Linked DNA regions of Zea mays: all the other regions are linked to region 2. Evidence: chromatin contacts called from public Hi-C data. All regions are on one chromosome and are shown on one strand. The core of a region is the stretch at or near the end of the contact, and the rest is flanking DNA. Distances in the headings are between cores, read along the strand shown.

Region 1 (3,227 bases), core at 548-3,047, 220 kb after region 2:
TCGTGGCTTTCCCGGTTGGATCCGCCACTACCCCTTCTATCCTGTCACCGCCGCCTCCCCTAGCTGGAGGCCAGAGCGGCCCCTCTTGTGGGGGCGGCCACCCTGATCAACGCAGACGCGTGTGTTGCTGCCGGCTTTCCTGGCAGGCTCCTCGACGACTGGACACGGAAAGAAGTAAGAAGGTCCACGAGGCTGTTGTTGTCCTTTTTGTGTCGCCCCACCGACCGTTGACGCTCGAACGTAGACCCATCTCGACTTCGGCTACCTCGACATCCGGGACTATCATCTACATGGAGTGCACAACGGTCTCTACTTTAGCCACAACATTCGCACCCTCACGACACTGCGACCGGGGAGGGGCGGTTTAGCTCGTCGGCTCCTACCTTTGGCTCTTCTCTAGTCTCATTGTTTGCAGTGCTCTTGTTGTGACTGCGGGGGATGTTAGAGTGTGTGTTCCTATATTATCCATGTATGTGAGCTGTTGGCTCTTAGGGTTTCTTGGGTCTATATATGTAACCCTGCTCTATGCAATAGAAGTGTGGAACCTTATTCTCTTACACTAAAATTACAGGCAGAAGGCCCCATCAAGGATAGGCAGGCTGTTTCTCACAAAGAATGGGCAGCCTGCAAATTCGAAGCCAAAACCAAGGGAGTCTGCCCTGAAACCGTCAGGTACATTGGAAACGTGAACCACTTTGCATGCTACATGGTAGTAGGCATTGCTGCCCGGTATCACTTCACTGGTATTAAATCAAATCGTGCAGTAGCTGGTCGATGCTTTCGCAATTTGCGAGCATCGCTAGGCATGATGCGATCCCATGACATCGATCAACGCTCGTATTCGTTTACAGGTCGCACGACATCTACAGGAAGCCAGGCGACAGGAGGAGGATCTTCAGTGAAACCCCCGAAGAGGCGGTAGAGAAATAAAGAGCATCTGGGGTTTGTCATGTTGATGGCTGATGCAATGCGTGGGCGTTTGTAAACCGACTCGGAGATTGCGCTGCTGAAACACTACGGTCAACGGGTTGGTGCGATGCAAGGGTATGTCACTGTAACGGTTTCACTTGTAAACGGTCTGTTGAGTATGATGGTGAGCAGCCGGCTTTTGGTGGGAAATGTTGTTGCGACAGCGCCGTTGCGTTTTGAGTTCAGCCGGCTCTGCCGACTGCCGAAGTGCCGAGGCCTCAGTCCTGGGCCCTGTCTGCCGAATCTGGCCTTGGCCGCTAGGCGCTAGCATCAGGCGAGAAACGAAAAGCTCGGGATAGCTTCAGATCAAACAGCAGCTTCACTCTACAGAAAGCTTGACAAACCAGCTTCGTTTTAAAGAAAGTTTGCCAAACGGTAAGCTGAGCTTCACGAACTCTGGATTTGCCGAAACAATAGATCTAAAACTTCATAATAATAATAATAATAATAATAATAATAATAATAATAATAATAATAATAATAATAATAATAATAATAATATATTCCAGAACGAAAAAGACTGCGAATATTCCATAATAATAATAATATAAATTAAATAAAGAAGTAAAATGCACGTACAGTCGCACAGGATGGTGCAAGCAGAACTGAACGAACCAAAGCAGCTCAACGAAAACCAAAAGCGCTAATATGTGTTCCAGAACATCTTTAACAGAACGCAGAACAACATAACGATATTCGGACGGACGGTACACAGATACAGTTGGATCAGCCCCTGGCTGGCACAATGATGCTGCATCATGCCACCCCCTCCCCCCTCTTTCGAGCTGTCATCTGCCGACTGCCTTCCCTTGTCCCTCTTTACCGCACAAAGGAAGCGAACCAAACAAGCTTGGAGCCCCACTTCAAAGCCCATTTTGGTCGTCCTTGGCCACCACCACCACGCACGCTCGTGTCCCTAGGATGAACTCAAATTCACTAGAAACTGGTAGGATTTGGCTGGCACGGTGGCACCTCTTGTATTCGAAGTTCAGCCGAGCCGTGTGTGTATACATGACCACGACCTACTAGAGGAGGCGGTAGAGCGCCATGAGCTAACAACCCAAGCAGAACCACTCATGTCTACTGCGTCCTTTGTCACCTACCTTCAGCGGCCCCGGGAGCTGCCGGCGCCGGAGTTCCGGGCGCCGCCGCCGTCCCCGGTCACCGGCGTTCTGACCGGCAGCAGCAGCTCGGGGTCGTCCGGGTACGGCGAGTGCCAGGATGACGACGACATCGGCAGGTTCCTGCGCTGCTCCGCCAGGGTCCCAGTGCTGCGCCTGCCGGAGGGGCCCAGGCCCGGCCCACGGAGAAACAAAAACAAGACGGTGGCGGCCTGGGCGCCGCCTGTCGTCGACATGCGCCTGCTTGACCCGGTGCCGTCGGGGGATGGAGGGTCCGCGGTGGAGGCAATGAGGGCGGCCGCCGTCGCGTTTGGGTGCTTCCAGATGGTCGGACACGGGGTCCACGCGAGCTTGCTGTCGGCAGCGTCGCGTGCTGCCAAGTCCAGAAGATCGCCGGCGTTGGAGACGGAGGGGATGCGAGCAGGAGACGAGGACGAGCTGTGGTGGCTGCGGGGCGAAGGAGACCAAGAAATGGCGGGAACTCAGCCGTTGCGAAATGGCCCCAACCAATTCAGGTACGGACTTCCCATGTCAGTAGAAAAACTCAGGTAAAGGTTAGGTCGGTAATACGTGTCGCGAATTCACAACGTATCGACACGCCTCTGGATTTTGCTGGGTCGCAGGAACGAAGCAGACGATTTGTTTACCCAACTTGAGCAGGCTTCAACCAAGCTCCTGCACGCCTTGCAGCACGCCAGTAGTGCAGCAGCTGAATCGTTGCCTAAAGCTGAAGCGAACGGCTCGCTTCTCTGCATCCGCAAGCACCGACTCGGCGGCAGCAGCGCGTCCGGTCCGATCAGTCAAGATGACGTCCTGCGGATGCTGGTACGGAGCTCGCGGTGCTCCCGCGCTCTCGCCCTCCATCTCTGCCCCGGCGCGTCGGCGTTCCACGTCTTCTCGCGGCGAGGCTGGTCCAGGTTCTCGCCCCTCGACGGCGCCCTCGTCGTCACCGTCGGTGACCAACTACAGGTAATAAATGCATCTTGCCATAAAACTCAGAAATTGCAATTGCAATTAGGAAAGCTGAAAACATCCTGCATGGCTAAAGCGAAGGCCAGCAACAAAAAAAAGTGTCCGTACTCCAAAGTCCAAACAATGAACTGTCTGAATTTGGAAGCCATGGGCACATTCCATCAC
Region 2 (3,151 bases), core at 446-2,945:
AATAAACAGAACAAGAACATAAGCAGCTTCTTATTCTTCAAATACTCCCGCCAGGTGACAACATAGTTTGAATATACAACATGGACAACACTTAGCTAACATCATAAGATTGAAAGAATCTCATGTATTACACAAATACCATGCAGCATATGTGAAAGAGATATTTAAGAAAGTAAGTTAATAGGAAGGCTGTAATTTTTCTAAGGACACCAGAACAGGGTACAAGCTTTCATCTCAATTTATCAAGCTGTAAAACTAATACAATTATTATGCTCCTGTTGTAAGATGGATATATCCTAAGAAAGAACTTACTGCATGAAGATCCACGATGAAAAAGAATGTCTCATATGAATCCTGCACAGAAGTGACATAAATGAAGATATAACGAGCAAGGGATGGATCAACACTGGATAAGTTCCCTACTTTGTAGTTACCTCTTGAATATAGTTCAATTTCAATATGGAAGAAAAAATATCATAACTGAAAAGGCCTTGCTACTGAACAAACTGTTTCTTGACTAATACTCTGAATCTCTGATTGTTTTCAATTTTCATTCCTTTCAAGTTCTTTTTAGTTCTCTACCACTTAAGCAAAGCCTATACACTGCAATTCAAAGGAACTTGTACTTTCAAAGCAACACATGTAATACCTGAAGTGCAACCCAATTCTTAATTGCCCCTAGATAATTTCCAAGGTGAACCGATCCTGTTGGCTGTACACCAGAAACTACTCTTTTCCTGCAACAGTGAACACAGTGTTCGGTTTAGAGAAAAGAGAGTAAAAAGATTTATCAGAACCAAATCATAACCTTAACATGAATTCATTATATAACTAATTAACTATGAGCCATCACGGAAATAGACAACATCATTATGGATAACTAAAAGTTCATAAAGAAATCCTCCCCATCCAAACAGGCCATATGGAAACTTTCTGTGACACATAAGCAAATTTTAGTAACTATGAGCCATCATGGAAATAGACACCATCATTATGGATAAATAAAAGTTCCTAGAGAAATCCTCCTCATACAAACAGTTTCCTCTAACCAACCACGACTGCAAGCAGCAAGTAGAATGCATTCTACAGCAATTCAATTCTAGCATTGATCGCTATTAAAAAAAATCTAGCATTGATCAATTGCAGAATTCCAAAACATCACAAACCCTATATATCCAATGAAGGTATACCCGAAAGCATCAACATCTGGACAAACTCAGAGCCTTACGCCATTGCATTAAAATGTCCTCTATAGTGAATTAGCCACACTAAAATGCAGGTCCACGAGCGATTTTCCCAAAGGTGACGTGCTAAAAGCCAAACTGCCACACAAACCCGAAAATACGCAAGAAAGCATTACGTCGAACACCACACTGACAGGGAGGCGCTGAACTTACTTCCTTGCCTGAGGAGCAGGCGCCTCCTCGGTGGGGCCGGGAACGGCTTCAACCGCGCTGCAATTGAGACGACGGAGTGGGTGGATGCCAGAAGCGAGCACTCCTCCTCGGGCACCAACGCCACTCCTTAAGCTACGTCGCCAAACGGCGGGGGAAAAACAGAAGATGCAGCGTCAACGGCGAGTAAAAAGATATATAAGCGGCTAAGGTTTGAGCAGAGCGTGCCGTACCAGGTGTACGCGAAGTGCGGCGGACGGTGGAGGACGTGGGAGAGGAGCGCGCGGCTCATGGCGTCGTCCCCGTGCTACGCTACCCTTCGGATTTGGCTGCACGGCTTTGGTTGGAGAAGCCGCGAGCGGACGGCGCGTGTTTGGACCGACGTGTGTGTGTTCGGCGATGGCGAGCCCAGGCAGGGTGGGCCGCGTAAAACAGGTCGGGTGGAATGGAACCGGACGGTGCAGATCCAGCCCAACCCAACAGGCATTCTAGAGCCAGCCTACCGCGGGGTAAGACCGTAAGAGACGCCCGTGTGTGGGATGAAAACAAGACCGATACATAGTCATTTTATATCTTATCCTAATGTATTTCTCTTTAATACGAGATCGGATACATGTAGTTAAGATTCGTGACAGATACATAACAGAACCGGGTAATAATTCGGACGGGTAAGAAACGGATAACATATACTACTCGGGTAGGTAACGGATAATTGTCGGTTAGTTCGTCCGATGATATTAATTGTCCAATCATCCATAAGTTAAGCAATACATAATCATGTATATGATAGATCAAATGTAAGAAAGGAAACCGATAAAATTGACATCATGCACTTCAAAGTTACTTATCACAAGGACATTGTAGAATCAACACCGCAATATTTTAAAATCATAAAATATTCTAGTTTCACTCAAAAATTGCAAATAAGTTACAAAAACTAATAAACATTTTATACGAAGATAACTCAAGTCCTCATATGAAAATGATAAAATAAAGTACTAATTATATTGAAACTTGGATACTTACACTGATTTCATAGGTAACTCATACAAATAAGTGAAAGTGAAATGGAAGAAACACATGCATCTTATAGATCTTATGATCCAAACATTTTTATGGTTACATATGGACATATGTTGTGTCTTCGTAAAATTTCACGATTTTTTGAGGCTATTTATGTATTATTAATTTCTTGTCATATAAAATCATTAAAATACAATTGAATCCTTAAAATATTGTAGTATCGACCGAAAATACAAATAAGTCATCAATACTAATAAATAGTCTATAAAAATATAACATTAAGTTCCCACGTGGAGATAACCTTAACCCCCCACATAAAATGATAAAGTCTATTAATTTGATATAATTTTAGACATTATTTCAATTATTTTGGTCTCAAGATATGTTTAAAAAAATTGATGTATTACAAAGTTATAGATCTCTTCAAGTTTTGCAATTTTCATATAAACTTTATTTTCATTCGGTTTCATATGTAAAAGTTATGATTTTATAACTATATTACGCAAAAAAAAACAGGTACCCGAATTCTGGTTACCTGTATCCGACCCGAATATCCGGGTATTTTCCGGGTAGTTCTTGCTCTGTATCCGACCCGAATCCGAAGCTACAGTATCCGGGTATTTACACGTATCCGTCCCGAATATAAAACTACCCGAATCCGTATCCAAAAAAACGGGTATTTGCACTACTCATATCCGGTACCCCAACGGGTATAACCAATCCGTTCTAGACGC
Region 3 (3,076 bases), core at 331-2,830, 140 kb after region 2:
AATGGATAATAGAGACAACAGTACCGGAATGAACAGTGGGACCATGCCTTGGGATATTTTTGAATATTTAAGCACCATTCGGGGAAGGCACTGACTGAATAGCTTGCATGTAGACAATGTTTGCTGTTTATTCATCTGTGGCTATGGCAATGACCCGTCCAGAATTTTCTTTCTGCCAATATCCATTTCCTGTATAGGCTTTCTGTTTGTTTCGAATTTCTGATCTCCATGCTGTATTCCTCTTATCATCAAGTTGTGATGTTGACTCGTGGTGAACTGCAATCATCGGAGCAATCATTAAATGAATCTCTTTTACCCCTTTTGCAAAAGGCTGTTAGTTTTGCCACGTGGCCCAATGCCCCAAGAGAACATTGGCTTATGACAATTATTCTTTGTCCTGTTCTTTGGCTGAGGCTCAAAGTAAAGCATCTTGGCCCTATTCTAGTTCTCAGTCATTCTCCCAGATTTTATCACCTCATTATGTTTGAACTTTGAGGGGCACAAAAGGCATCTTATTCCAACTTTCCCATTTGTGTGATTACATTCTGTACTAGGATTTGTCACTGGAGAATTTCTTGTGTAGTTTTAGGCTATCTCCAGCAGATCCCATATCCTATCTCCTATTTCAAACTCCTCTCTATAAACAATGTCATCTATGGTTCTGTGTCCCCTATTTTTCACACTCTACTGGAGACAGTCTTAGGATACTGTTTTTTTTATAAAACACACACACAGCAGTATTCTCCAATTCGCTGACCCACAAAACAGCTACAAGGTACCATTATAACTTTATAAGTTAAATATACTGATGTGTAGCAATCTGACTTCAGTGTTGTCTGATTTCTGCATTTTCTTAGAAGGACTAAACGGTCACCTATTGTTTAGGGTGCTTTAGCTTAACTAAATTGCATGATTGGCCCATATTTTCTAGGTTGCCATCTACAGAGTTCTGACTATATGCATTAAGATCATGCCTGAGACTTGTTCACTTGTTCTGATAGTCCATGTCTTTATGTTCTTTTGAGCAATCCAACGTGAGAAAATACGACAGTAGTTACCGTATTAGATCTTAATTATCTTCACCCAAATGTGTTTACTTTTATGTGGGGGTGTCATGTAAAATAATAATACAGTATTGTATCATGTTTTACTTACACCTACAGAAAGCCGTTGGTGTTGTTCAATCAGCTAATTCCATCTTTGATCGGTTTTATTTGGGAAATATATAGCCTGGACGCCATGAAACAGGTTAACTCTTGGTAATTCCTAAAAGTAAGTTCCTATAATGATTATTTATTTGCGATTGTTATACACCAACATATATCTCTTATAAAGAGATACAGGCTCCAAGAATCCGCATCTATTCAAGTCACTCTCCAAAATGTGGATAGCTTGTGCACACCGTGGCAATCAAATCACCAGTGCACGCAGGATGGTCACATTTGCTATCCAGAAACTGGAATATCTAAGTTTTCACTTGTGTTTGGTAGGCAAACAGAAAACTGCCTCCTCCGCTATATAAGCATATGGCCTGCTCAGTTTTCTATATCCATTGCTCCCACCAGTTGATACATGTCTTGTGACTTGTGAAGTGTGTTCCTATCTGCATCACCTTCCTTCGCCTTGCAACCCTTTGGCTAGTTCATTCATACGAATGGATTATTCTAATTTGCGTCGCCAAGCTGCATCCATGAAAAAGACTCTCTTTGATCAGGCATGTATTATACTCGATGTGGATATTTCTAATCAATACTTTATCTTTATGCTTGCACAAGGACCTTTTTCATATGTATAAGCATGCCTGCTTGTGGTCCCATCCATGGCAGACACTGCTACATGCTGTCTTATGGTTTTCAATGTTTTTCTTTGATATGTCGAATGCTGACTCAGTAAGTTTTGTTTCGTCGACAGGGGTACCTAGATGAGCAATTTTGCCAGGTGGAAGACTTGCAGGATGAAGCTAGTCCTAATTTCGCGGAAGAGGTTGTCACTTTGTTTTTCAAGGACTCGGCCAGGCTAATATCAAATGCTGAACAGGCTCTGTAAGTAAAACATGCAGAGCAAGGGAGAAGTGATTTCTTGTTCAGAAAATAAAGAAAATATGATGCAAGCAGAAGTGTTGGACTTGACTGATTAAAATTTTGTGACACTGCTGCAGGGAAAAATACCCCAAAGATTTCAATAGATGGGATGCATACATGCAGCAGCTAAAAGGCAGCTGTTCCAGGTATCTTGGTGCTGCATCTGGATATTTTTTTTAGTTGCATACGATCCATTCTGTGTGACTGATTCATTACAGCACACAAACCTTACTTTATAGTTCTGTGAACAATGAGGACTACTGGGTTTAACTATTGAACATCCTGCAAAGCTGACACTATCATTTTTGAAACAAATACTGCATGCTTCAGCTTCTTAAAAAAAAGTGGGGAAAAAACTGAAGCATATCAATGTCTCACTAATGACATGTCCAGTATGCTTGTACCAAGGTTCTTGGAGGCTTTAAGCTGGTCTGGTATCTCAGAGAAAAAAACTCATATTATGTAGTTCCGTGTACTTCTGTAAACATATATGCCATGGTTCGAATCAGATGTAAAGCAAACATAACTCTGACATTTGAACACATTACCATTGTTTTACATTTATATAAAGTTTACGTGTGTCTGACGATGTTACAAAACTTGATGCAGCATTGGTGCTTCAAGGATGAAGAGTGAGTGCGTGTCATTCCGGGATTACTGCGGACAGGGAAATGTTGAAGGGTCTGTCTCTCTGGCTGCTTAGCTCTTTCAGATTTTTGCCTCATCAGTCATCATGTCAAGAAATGAGAACAGCCATCGTTTACTCCCGTGGATTGTTTTGGCTTGCAGTTGTATGAGATCGTTCCAGAAAGTGAAGAGGGAGCACGGTGCCCTGAGGCAGAAACTAGAGGCCTATTTCCAGGTAATCATCCGCCACACATCTCATCCATGATCCATCGTTCTGTAGCTTGTGTCATGAGCCATGGATCTCAGTTTGTGTTAATACACACAGCTGCTACGACAAGCTGGTCCTGCTGGAGCTGCCACCAGGCCTG

The links. A called contact is a pair of places that touch in the nucleus more often than the background predicts.
Region 1: a contact with region 2 is called in a Hi-C map of endosperm, with 2.3 times the contacts expected there. The contact joins the promoter of LOC103651217 here to the promoter of LOC100272291 in region 2. A contact is called at or near these places in 6 of 25 Hi-C or Micro-C datasets (ear, endosperm, leaf and 2 more).
Region 3: a Hi-C map of tassel shows a contact between it and region 2, with 9 times the contacts expected there. The contact joins the promoter of LOC100281022 here to the promoter of LOC100272291 in region 2. A contact is called at or near these places in 15 of 25 Hi-C or Micro-C datasets (bundle sheath, ear, endosperm and 4 more) and 2 of 3 datasets of contacts at active chromatin or transcription factors (leaf and seedling).

What each region holds. Positions count from the first base shown.
Region 1 is chr3:204,189,696-204,192,922 of Zm-B73-REFERENCE-NAM-5.0, reverse strand. It overlaps LOC103651217 (downstream target of AGL15-4), which reads left to right and starts at 1,797. Exons shown (of 3, transcript XM_008676837.3): 1 at 1,797-2,605; 2 at 2,714-3,059. The coding sequence starts at 2,046. It overlaps LOC103651216 (kinesin-like protein KIN-14C), which reads left to right. Exons shown (of 22, transcript XM_008676836.3): 21 at 572-672; 22 at 852-1,132. The coding sequence ends at 922.
Region 2 is chr3:204,405,992-204,409,142 of Zm-B73-REFERENCE-NAM-5.0, reverse strand. It overlaps LOC100272291, which reads right to left and starts at 1,695. Exons shown (of 15, transcript NM_001146778.1): 1 at 1,628-1,695; 2 at 1,398-1,529; 3 at 650-737; 4 at 313-354. The coding sequence starts at 1,686. It overlaps LOC103651221, which reads right to left. Exons shown (of 11, transcript XM_020550478.1): 11 at 3,081-3,151.
Region 3 is chr3:204,267,919-204,270,994 of Zm-B73-REFERENCE-NAM-5.0, reverse strand. It overlaps LOC100281022, which reads left to right and starts at 1,580. Exons shown (of 6, transcript NM_001153941.1): 1 at 1,580-1,714; 2 at 1,912-2,042; 3 at 2,159-2,227; 4 at 2,691-2,762; 5 at 2,871-2,943; 6 at 3,034-3,076. The coding sequence starts at 1,655.